2 separate regions of the Anas platyrhynchos genome follow, and region 1 is linked to region 2. A link is a contact called in public Hi-C data. All regions are on one chromosome and are shown on one strand. Each heading gives the region's core, a stretch centred on a gene start, on an enhancer-like site or on the middle of the called end of the contact. The rest is flanking DNA. Distances are from core to core; before and after follow the strand shown.

Region 1 (4,288 bases), core at 721-3,220, 40 kb after region 2:
CCTCATTTCAGTTATTTGCTACACAAGTGATCAAAGATGCAAGCTCAAAATAGACAGTATATAAGATCAAAGAAAGAAGCTGAGAGTATGGTGTAACACCGTCACAAATTAAGCATTGTCAGTTTGTTTTAGACGACAATGCCCAAAGTTTCCCACCATTTCCTGAGCTGGGGCCTTCAACAACTACGTTTTCACTTCTCACTCCGTTTAGCATATTAACTTCTTGAATGACATACTGTAACCTGATCTGCGGGCATACAAAGAGAAAAGTACTTTTTACTTAAAACCATGAAGTATCATGTAATGTTGCCCTTCTAACATGCTTAGCTAACCCAGAACAGGGTTTTGTCACATCGATTGACTATGAAGTATTTGCTTAGAAATCCTAAGCATCTTACCTCTGAAGAAGATCAACAGAAGATTTTTTCAGTATTTCATGTTCCTCAGCAACTGTTTGCAGTTTCCTGTTGTGTTGAAAAAGCTGCTCGATATCAGTCTGTGCCTTTTCAGATTCTATCTGCTGAGCTTTCAGCAAAGCATTAAGTTCTTCATTTTTTCGTTCTGCATCCTTCAACATTGCAGCAAGAGTTCTTGCCTTTGAGGAGAAAACCCCACCAAAAAAAATGCAGTTACAAGCAATTCTGTTTTATAAGTCATGTTTTAGTAGGAATATTAAAAGACATTACAGAAACTGGTCCAAAGAAACATCCTGTTTTCTTCTGGATTGTTATCATGAAAATTAATACTGTCCTCATTTGTAAGCATAGGTTAACTAAGCAAGATAAAGTTTCCGCATGTGCAAATACAGTTAAAGCTGCCCAGACAATTATTACTCCACCCCACCCCAAAGTCCCAGAGACTCCTGTTACTCACCTCGGACTCAGCCTGGGCCCTCTGGCATCGGTACTGGGCCATCAGCCGATCAGCCTGAGCCAGAGCCTGAGCTTTTGCTTCCAAAAGGTCTTGCAGCCTAGATTCTTTAGACTGTGCAAAGATGAACATTCATGTATTAACATTCCCTGAATCTACAGACAGCATTTTACCCCTACACATTAGGTTGTACTCACAGCTAACGATGCCAGCTTCTGTTCATAGACATCCATTAGTTCAGATATCCTCATATCAGTGATTGGCTCCTTCATCTGTGGAAATGTTTTGCAATTACTGCTACTGTAAATTTGTATTTACTTCAACAGATAATGTGTCTAAAAGAGCTTGGTAGTTTTGTGAGCTTTCTCTCCTTTTTCTGTTTACTAAGCACATATGGCCCTACAGATCTTAATTGTTCATTAAACTATGTTTGAGTCAAGTAAGAATGTTACTTGACGATTTTAGGATACATTTCTTAGGCAGTTCTGCTACTATACTGCCAATTTTGAACAGGTGTTCATATATGCTGATGCATGACTAAGTGCAAGTTCCTTCTGCTGTTCGTGCAAAAAACAATTACTAAAAAGGTATAATCTCTGCACCATTTTGAACCATTACATACATTTTTTTTGGCATATTAACAACCCCCACATAGCTAGCACCAGTTCCCAGCTTGCTTTCCTGTCCTTAAAACAGGAAACCAGTAGTTCCTTTTCCTGCTTGCAAAGCTGTAGTAATATCTAGAAGGACACAAACTCTAAGAAAAGCTTCTGTAAGCTCCATTTGCTTTCTCTGTACAGCAGTACTATTAAAAGTGTTCAAAATGTTTCCGCACACAGTTGAGCTTCACACAACATACGGAACACACAGAGATGAACTACCAGGTGTTTTAGGCGATTGTGTATACAGATTTTTAACTAATGCACTTTTAAAGGAAAATTCTACTTACTAGAAGGTCTAACAAAAGATTCACTGAATATTAGTAATGTTTTCCCTCCCTCAAAAATCAGAGCTGCACCAACTGTCACATTACTGGAAGCTGCTACACTAGTGCTGTTAGGCACTGCTGCTGCTCTGACTTACATTACTAGATACTCAGCAGCACACTCACAGACCGTCACATGCAGTCCTGAAGAGGATGATCAACAGGAATATCCAGTGGCAGAGTAAGAATGAAACCAATGAAGTGTCACTTGACTTTTTTTTCATACAATATTATTCCAGCAGCTGATTGGTGGCTTGCTGAATTTTATTCTTTTCAGTTGTGACAGAGAGGAGGGTTGCAAAGCTAAGGCTGGAGGCAATGCCACTAATACAGCTGGCGAGCCATTATCAGGCACATTCTGTTCAGTTTTTTGCTGTTTGCATACTGTTCTTTTGAGTCAAAGGAAAACATAGGCAACAATCCTTCACTCAGTCTAAAGTGGCTACAGAACAACTACTACCTTGCATTGAACAGAAAAGAGAAAAAGGAAATACGTTCAGTATATACCCAAAGATGTGCACCATACATGGTGCCTGTTTGAGTGTCTCCTTTACAATGCACGCTGCTGCACAGAAGTAAAAAGCTTCCTTCTGAAGTAATAATGCTGCCTTTCCAAGGAGGCCACAAAAATTCAACTTGAAATGCTCAAGATACAGCTACAGGCAAGAAAATGTAAATGCTTGTGTGCCTGTTTAGACGTACAAGACACGCACCATATTCTTATAAAGCAACATAATCATCTTTATTTCATCACAGGTTACTTCTTATAAAGGGGTAAGGAAACTCCGGGTAAGGCAGCTCCTTGTACGTCTCAGCAAGTCTAGTAATTCACAACTATATCTGAGATCTGTGTCCACCTCTGACAGAGGGAAGAGCATGGGAAACCGAACCAGAAGAATGGATTTAAACAAGCAGCCCAGCTTCTGATACTGCTCAAAGCATCATCATTGAATTTCACTCAGGAACTCAGTAAAAGGAGCAGATTTTTACAAGGTAGGAAAGTAAATTGAGCTCAGCTGATACAAGCACTGTAACCTGACACATGGAGGTTAAGGTTTTTATTTTTCCTTAGTAATTGAAAAAGTCAATTATTTAGGAAAAGTACGCAAATTTTACTAACCTCTAGTCCCGAATGAAGTTTCTGAATTAATTCCTGAATATTTGAAGTCGTGGATTCATCATCACCTTTAGAACAAGACAAAGAACTTCTCGGTGTAACGCTGGTCACGGGTGACTGCATTTGGATTCTTTTTGATGCGTGCTCTGTTTCTTGCTGTCTGTAAGCATTATTTGCAGCAATACTTTCACCGAGTCTGTATAAACATAAATGATATTAATGAAACAAGCTGCTACAAGTACTGCTGCAAGGACTGAAGAAGAAAACAATTTCACAGCCTAATTAACTTTTTTCATTGAAAAGACAGACTACTGGAACAGTTACATTTGCATTATCACCCAACATTAAGATGTGGTTCCAGATATGTGCCCACACTGTCTAGAGATACTGAAAGTAGAAGGAAAAACTTAAAAGCCTATTAAGGTTAACTGTTAGAAACAAGTACAGTACCTCACCAGAAAATGCATGTTGTTCAGCTCTCTTGAGCAAAACAGATCATCTGTGTCTTATTAGCCCAAGAAACAAGTTGAATAATGACATGCAAAACAGCATAACTGTGCCACTGTTTGTCAGTAGGAAGATCGAGAAGGTATTTAGTAAGAATGATTTTGTTTTTATCAGGAATGAAAATAAGATTGAATCATCAAAAGGCAAGAGTGTTAACAGTAAATTTTAGTTTTTCTCCTCTGTGATGGTATTTCACAATATTATATTGAATCACAGAATCACAGAATCTCTAGGTTGGAAGAGACCTCAAGATCATCGAGTCCAACCTCTGACCTAACACTAACAGTCCCCACTAAACCATATCCCTAAGTTCTACATCTAAACGTCTTTTGAAGACTTCCAGGGATGGTGACTCAACCACCTCCCTGGGCAGCCTGTTCCAATGTCTAACAACCCTTTCAGTAAAGAAATTCTTCCTAACATCTAACCTAAAACTCCCCTGGCGCAACTTTAGCCCATTCCCCCTCGTCCTGTCACCAGGCACATGGGAGAACAGGCCAACCCCCATCTCGCTAGAGCCTCCTTTAATATACTTATACAGAGTGATAAGGTCACCCCTGAGCCTCCTTTTCTCTAGGCTGAACAAGCCCAGCTCCTTCAGCCGCTCCTCATAGGACTTGCTCTCCAGGCCCCTCACCAGCTTCGTCGCCCTTCTCTGGACCCGCTCAAGCACCTCGATGTCCTTCTTGTAGCGAGGGGCCCAGAACTGAACACAGTACTCGAGGTGCGGCCTCACCAGAGCCGAGTACAGGGGGACGATCACCTCCCTAGCCCTGCTGGTCACAGTGTTTCTGATACAAGCCAGGATG
Region 2 (3,899 bases), core at 685-3,184:
TAACCCCCAGCCTGACCCTCCCCTGTCCCAGCTCCATGCCGTTCCCTCGGATCCTGTCGCTGTCCCCAGAGAGCAGAGCTCAGCGCCTGCCCCTCCGCTCCCCTCCTGAGGGAGCTGCAGGCTGCCATGAGGCCTCCCCTTAGCCTGCTCTGCTCGGGGCTAAGCAAACCAAGGGCCCTCAGCTACTCCTCATACTGTCTTGCCCTCTAGACCCTTCACCGTCTTTGTAACCTTCCTTTGGATGCTAATAGTTTTATGTCCTTCTAATATTGTGGCTCCCAAAACCACACACAGTACTCAAGGTGAGGTCTCACCAGTACAGAGTAGAGCAGAAGTACATATCTAAGTGTGTGTGTAAATCTCTCTCTCTTTATTCATCTGTTATTATGTATATATAAAGTCATATTCTCCACGTCTACATGTTACTTTGCTCTGTAGTCACTATTTTACGCAATCACTTATAAATATACACATAACACATATATTTATCTATATTTAGAGAACTATGTATTGATGTACAAAGATGTACATTTCTTGTCTACAAAGCAAAGCCACCATTGGTTTCAGACTCTTTAAAAGCCTGTAAACATGCCCCTCCTGGCCAGAAAGGTGAATGCTGTTTGTGGAATATACAGACAGTTTATGAGAAGGACCATATTTTCCCAGCACAGGGATTCACAGAGGAATCTCAGTGCAATGCTTCCTTGAAATCTTTCCCATAATTGTCATTAGACCACATAAAAGTTAAGAGGGTTAGGGACTTGACCACACACTGTCAGGATAAGACTTCAAAACAGATTATGATTGCTACAGCTTAACAGGAGTTCAGCATAGCAACAGAGTGACTCTTCAACGTGTTTTATAGAATATGTTTCTTAGAGGACAAACAAAAGTCAGCTAGCCACATCACTTTAATGATTAGTGAAGGCTCTATTTAAAGCATTAGGAGATAGGAGCAAGGAGACCTCATCTGCTCTCTGCTCTTCTCCAGCAGTCTATGGGACTGCCTTCAGCCAGGGGAAACTTGACAGGGGAGATTGCCAAGCAGCCGTGCATATTCTCCTTTTCTATGAGTTGTGCTAGGATACTATGCCCATTTGGGACAGGAAGAGGGAAATAGTTTTTCTTCATGGATATATAAGCAAATCTCCTCACACACACACAGAAAAAAACAAAAATCATGATCAAAGTTTTATTGCCATAAATGCTTTTAAAGGCATAGATTTTTTTCCAGATGTTTTGAGAGCTTGAATTACACAGATTCAATATGACGGTTTTTGGCTTTATAATGCTACATTTTAGAAGTCACATCCAAACCTAATTCCCTTATTCTAATACCTTAAATCACATCACTTTATTGGGTACTTGCATCAGTGAAAGAGACTTTCTGAACACATCTTTGCTCCCTACCCCCTCTTAAGCTGCTTCAGAGAAAGGCTGGTTCTTAAAGGCTGCGTATCCATTAAACACTTACCTAGTAACTCTGGTTTCTTTCCTGACAGGATTTGGTAGAAGATGTGATAGTCTCTTTCACCTGGTTGCTGGAAAATCACTCGGGATTTCTCCAGTAAATCTGGTTTCACAAAGAAAAATTCAGTGAGTAAGGTTCTCCAAGCTTTCAGATGAGGAATTGTACTTTTAATTACTTTAAAAAGAAAAAAAAAAAAAAAAGAGAGAAAAAAAAGAATTTGCTGCTTACAAATCTCAATATCAGCAGATGACAGTTTGCCTGTGGTTCCAAAGTGGATTCGGATAAATTTACCCTAAACCCCAGAGAAAAATATTCTAATTAGTGCATACAGTATACAGAGAGGAAAACTTGAAGGTGATCATTTGGTTCAAAGAATCAGTTTATTGTAACTACTTGGCTTTGCACAGGGTCATTTTCAATGAGAAATACCAAACAATGATATAACAGTTTCTTAAGCAGCCCGAGTCTGTATCTACAGCTCTTTAATCAGCTTGTGGGGAAAGGATAACCGTGTACTATTATACCAGGCTGAGATATGGGAAAGCATGTGGCTTCCAGTTTCATGTTACAGCTTTACAGGAATGTGGGACTCAAAGTAATAATCCAATAAACCTGAACATGAGACACAGATGTCTGTGTCCATGCATGTGTGTAGTGACTCCCTCTCATTTGTAGTCCTGACTTATAATTTACAGGTCTAATGAAAACAGAGAGAGAGGCCCAAGCTCATGACAGCACTAAGAAACAAGAGAAACAAGCAGGGACAGTTTATTGAGACAAACAAAAAAAAAGTAGATGGCATGGGTCAAAGCAGAACTGCTCTCTGTATGGGTCTGCAGAAGGAGAAGATGTGGGAGGGAGCAGGGATTGTGGTACATCTCTGACACATGACAAAGTAGAGGTATTGTAGAGAGGGTGGATGACTTGGGCTGGTGGAAAACGGTAGGACAATAAGGCTATGCAGCAGAAGCAGTCTTGGGGAGAATCTGCCATTGCTGTTTAAAATTCTGTGATGTGAAGGGCTTCATAAAGCGAGGCTTTTCTTGGTTTCTGCTCATGGAATTGTTTAAACAACTATTCAAGGTGGATCAATCTCTCTTTTTTCCTCGTTAATCCCTCCAATAGTTTTTCCTAGACAGATCCTACTTTGTTATTCCTTCCTTGTGAAGAAGCCCAACCATTTTAGTGGACAAAATGAGAAGCAATTTATGAAATAATTATTACAGAGATGTTACCAAGTGGCATTGTTAATGACGATATTATTATGCTGCATTACAGACTTACAAAACGTGACGAGTTGTCATTTCTCAGGGTTTTGGCATTTCCAAAAGCTTCTAGAGCTGGGTTTGCTTGAATGATTTGATCCTCCAAGGTTCCCTAGAAATCAAGGTTGCAATACTATTGAGAAACCTACAGGCCACAAACTCATACGGTAACTCTAACTCAGGCATGCGTTCACTCATAGAGAGAAGCCTCCCAAGGAAAACAGCTTAGCTCCACCCGAGGGTTGGCACAGCATGGAGTGGTTTAACAGCAGAATTGGCAGCCAACTAGGAATGCTTAAAATGCCTCAAATGTTCAGTGGCTCTCTGCTGTTTTGCTTTGTAGATTTGACAATGTATGCCATCTGCATGCAGATGAAATCACCATATCTTTCCGTGTATTGAGAAGTCGCTGGGGACATCCAAGTGCATATGTGTAGGAGAGGGGCTACTGAAGACAGTGACAAGCACTGCAGTGAAATGCATTAATTTTTAAAGCACTCAGAGCTTTTAGTGTCTAGAATTTTTGGAAACGAGAAAGCATTAACCACCACTTGCACAAACTTCAGTTTGCTAAAGAAAACTACAACTGCCTTGGCTTCGGGGAACACTTCAATAGGGGAACCACGCAAAGCAAGATGCTGAGGTTCATGGATGGAATGACAGAGCTGAGTACCATCTTCACATGGTAAAGGTAAAAAAACAAAACAAAGAACAAACAAACAAACAAAGCTGAATACTTACCCCAGTTTTGGTAGCTGGTTGCTGTCAAAAGACAGTAAAAAAAAAAAGTGAGTACTTACAAAAAGGACATCACAGGATATAAACATTGGCAAGGTTAGACATCGAGTTGGGGCCAACATACTAGCAGGAATTTCTGAAATCTTATTTAGCATTCACCACACATCACAAAATAGCCAAGTGCTGCTCCTATCCAGCTCATTATTTTAACTCCCTACTCCAAGCATATGCCTGGTTTTGCTCCAGAGGTGTTCCAGAAGGAACCACAAGATTAACAAACCAGACAGAGAAAACAAGCAAGTACCAGATGGTAAGGATAAAAGAATGTAAATGCAAACAGGAAAGTTTTAGACAATCAGATTGTGCTGCACGTGAATTCTCAGATTATTAGAAACAAGGGCTGAGATGTTGAAGATAAAATGTGA

The links. A called contact is a pair of places that touch in the nucleus more often than the background predicts.
Region 1: a contact with region 2 is called in a Hi-C map of liver, with 2.4 times the contacts expected there. The contact joins two enhancer-like sites. A contact is called at or near these places in 2 of 8 Hi-C or Micro-C datasets (liver and skeletal muscle).

What each region holds. Positions count from the first base shown.
Region 1 is chr1:92,411,446-92,415,733 of IASCAAS_PekinDuck_T2T, forward strand. It overlaps CIP2A (cellular inhibitor of PP2A), which reads right to left. Exons shown (of 21, transcript XM_027449462.3): 14 at 2,976-3,168; 15 at 1,068-1,142; 16 at 874-984; 17 at 399-595. Among named protein-coding and RNA genes, the nearest start is that of CIP2A, 18 kb to the right of the region's middle. Within about 2 kb of position 1,971, at least 3 of the 8 cell types and tissues checked have an H3K27ac peak or open chromatin away from gene starts, as enhancers often do.
Region 2 is chr1:92,371,072-92,374,970 of IASCAAS_PekinDuck_T2T, forward strand. LOC101802274 (myosin-7) reads right to left here. Exons shown (of 43, transcript XM_027449464.3): 8 at 3,478-3,498; 9 at 2,756-2,848; 10 at 1,700-1,763; 11 at 1,475-1,573. Among named protein-coding and RNA genes, the nearest start is that of CIP2A, 59 kb to the right of the region's middle. Within about 2 kb of position 1,935, at least 3 of the 8 cell types and tissues checked have an H3K27ac peak or open chromatin away from gene starts, as enhancers often do.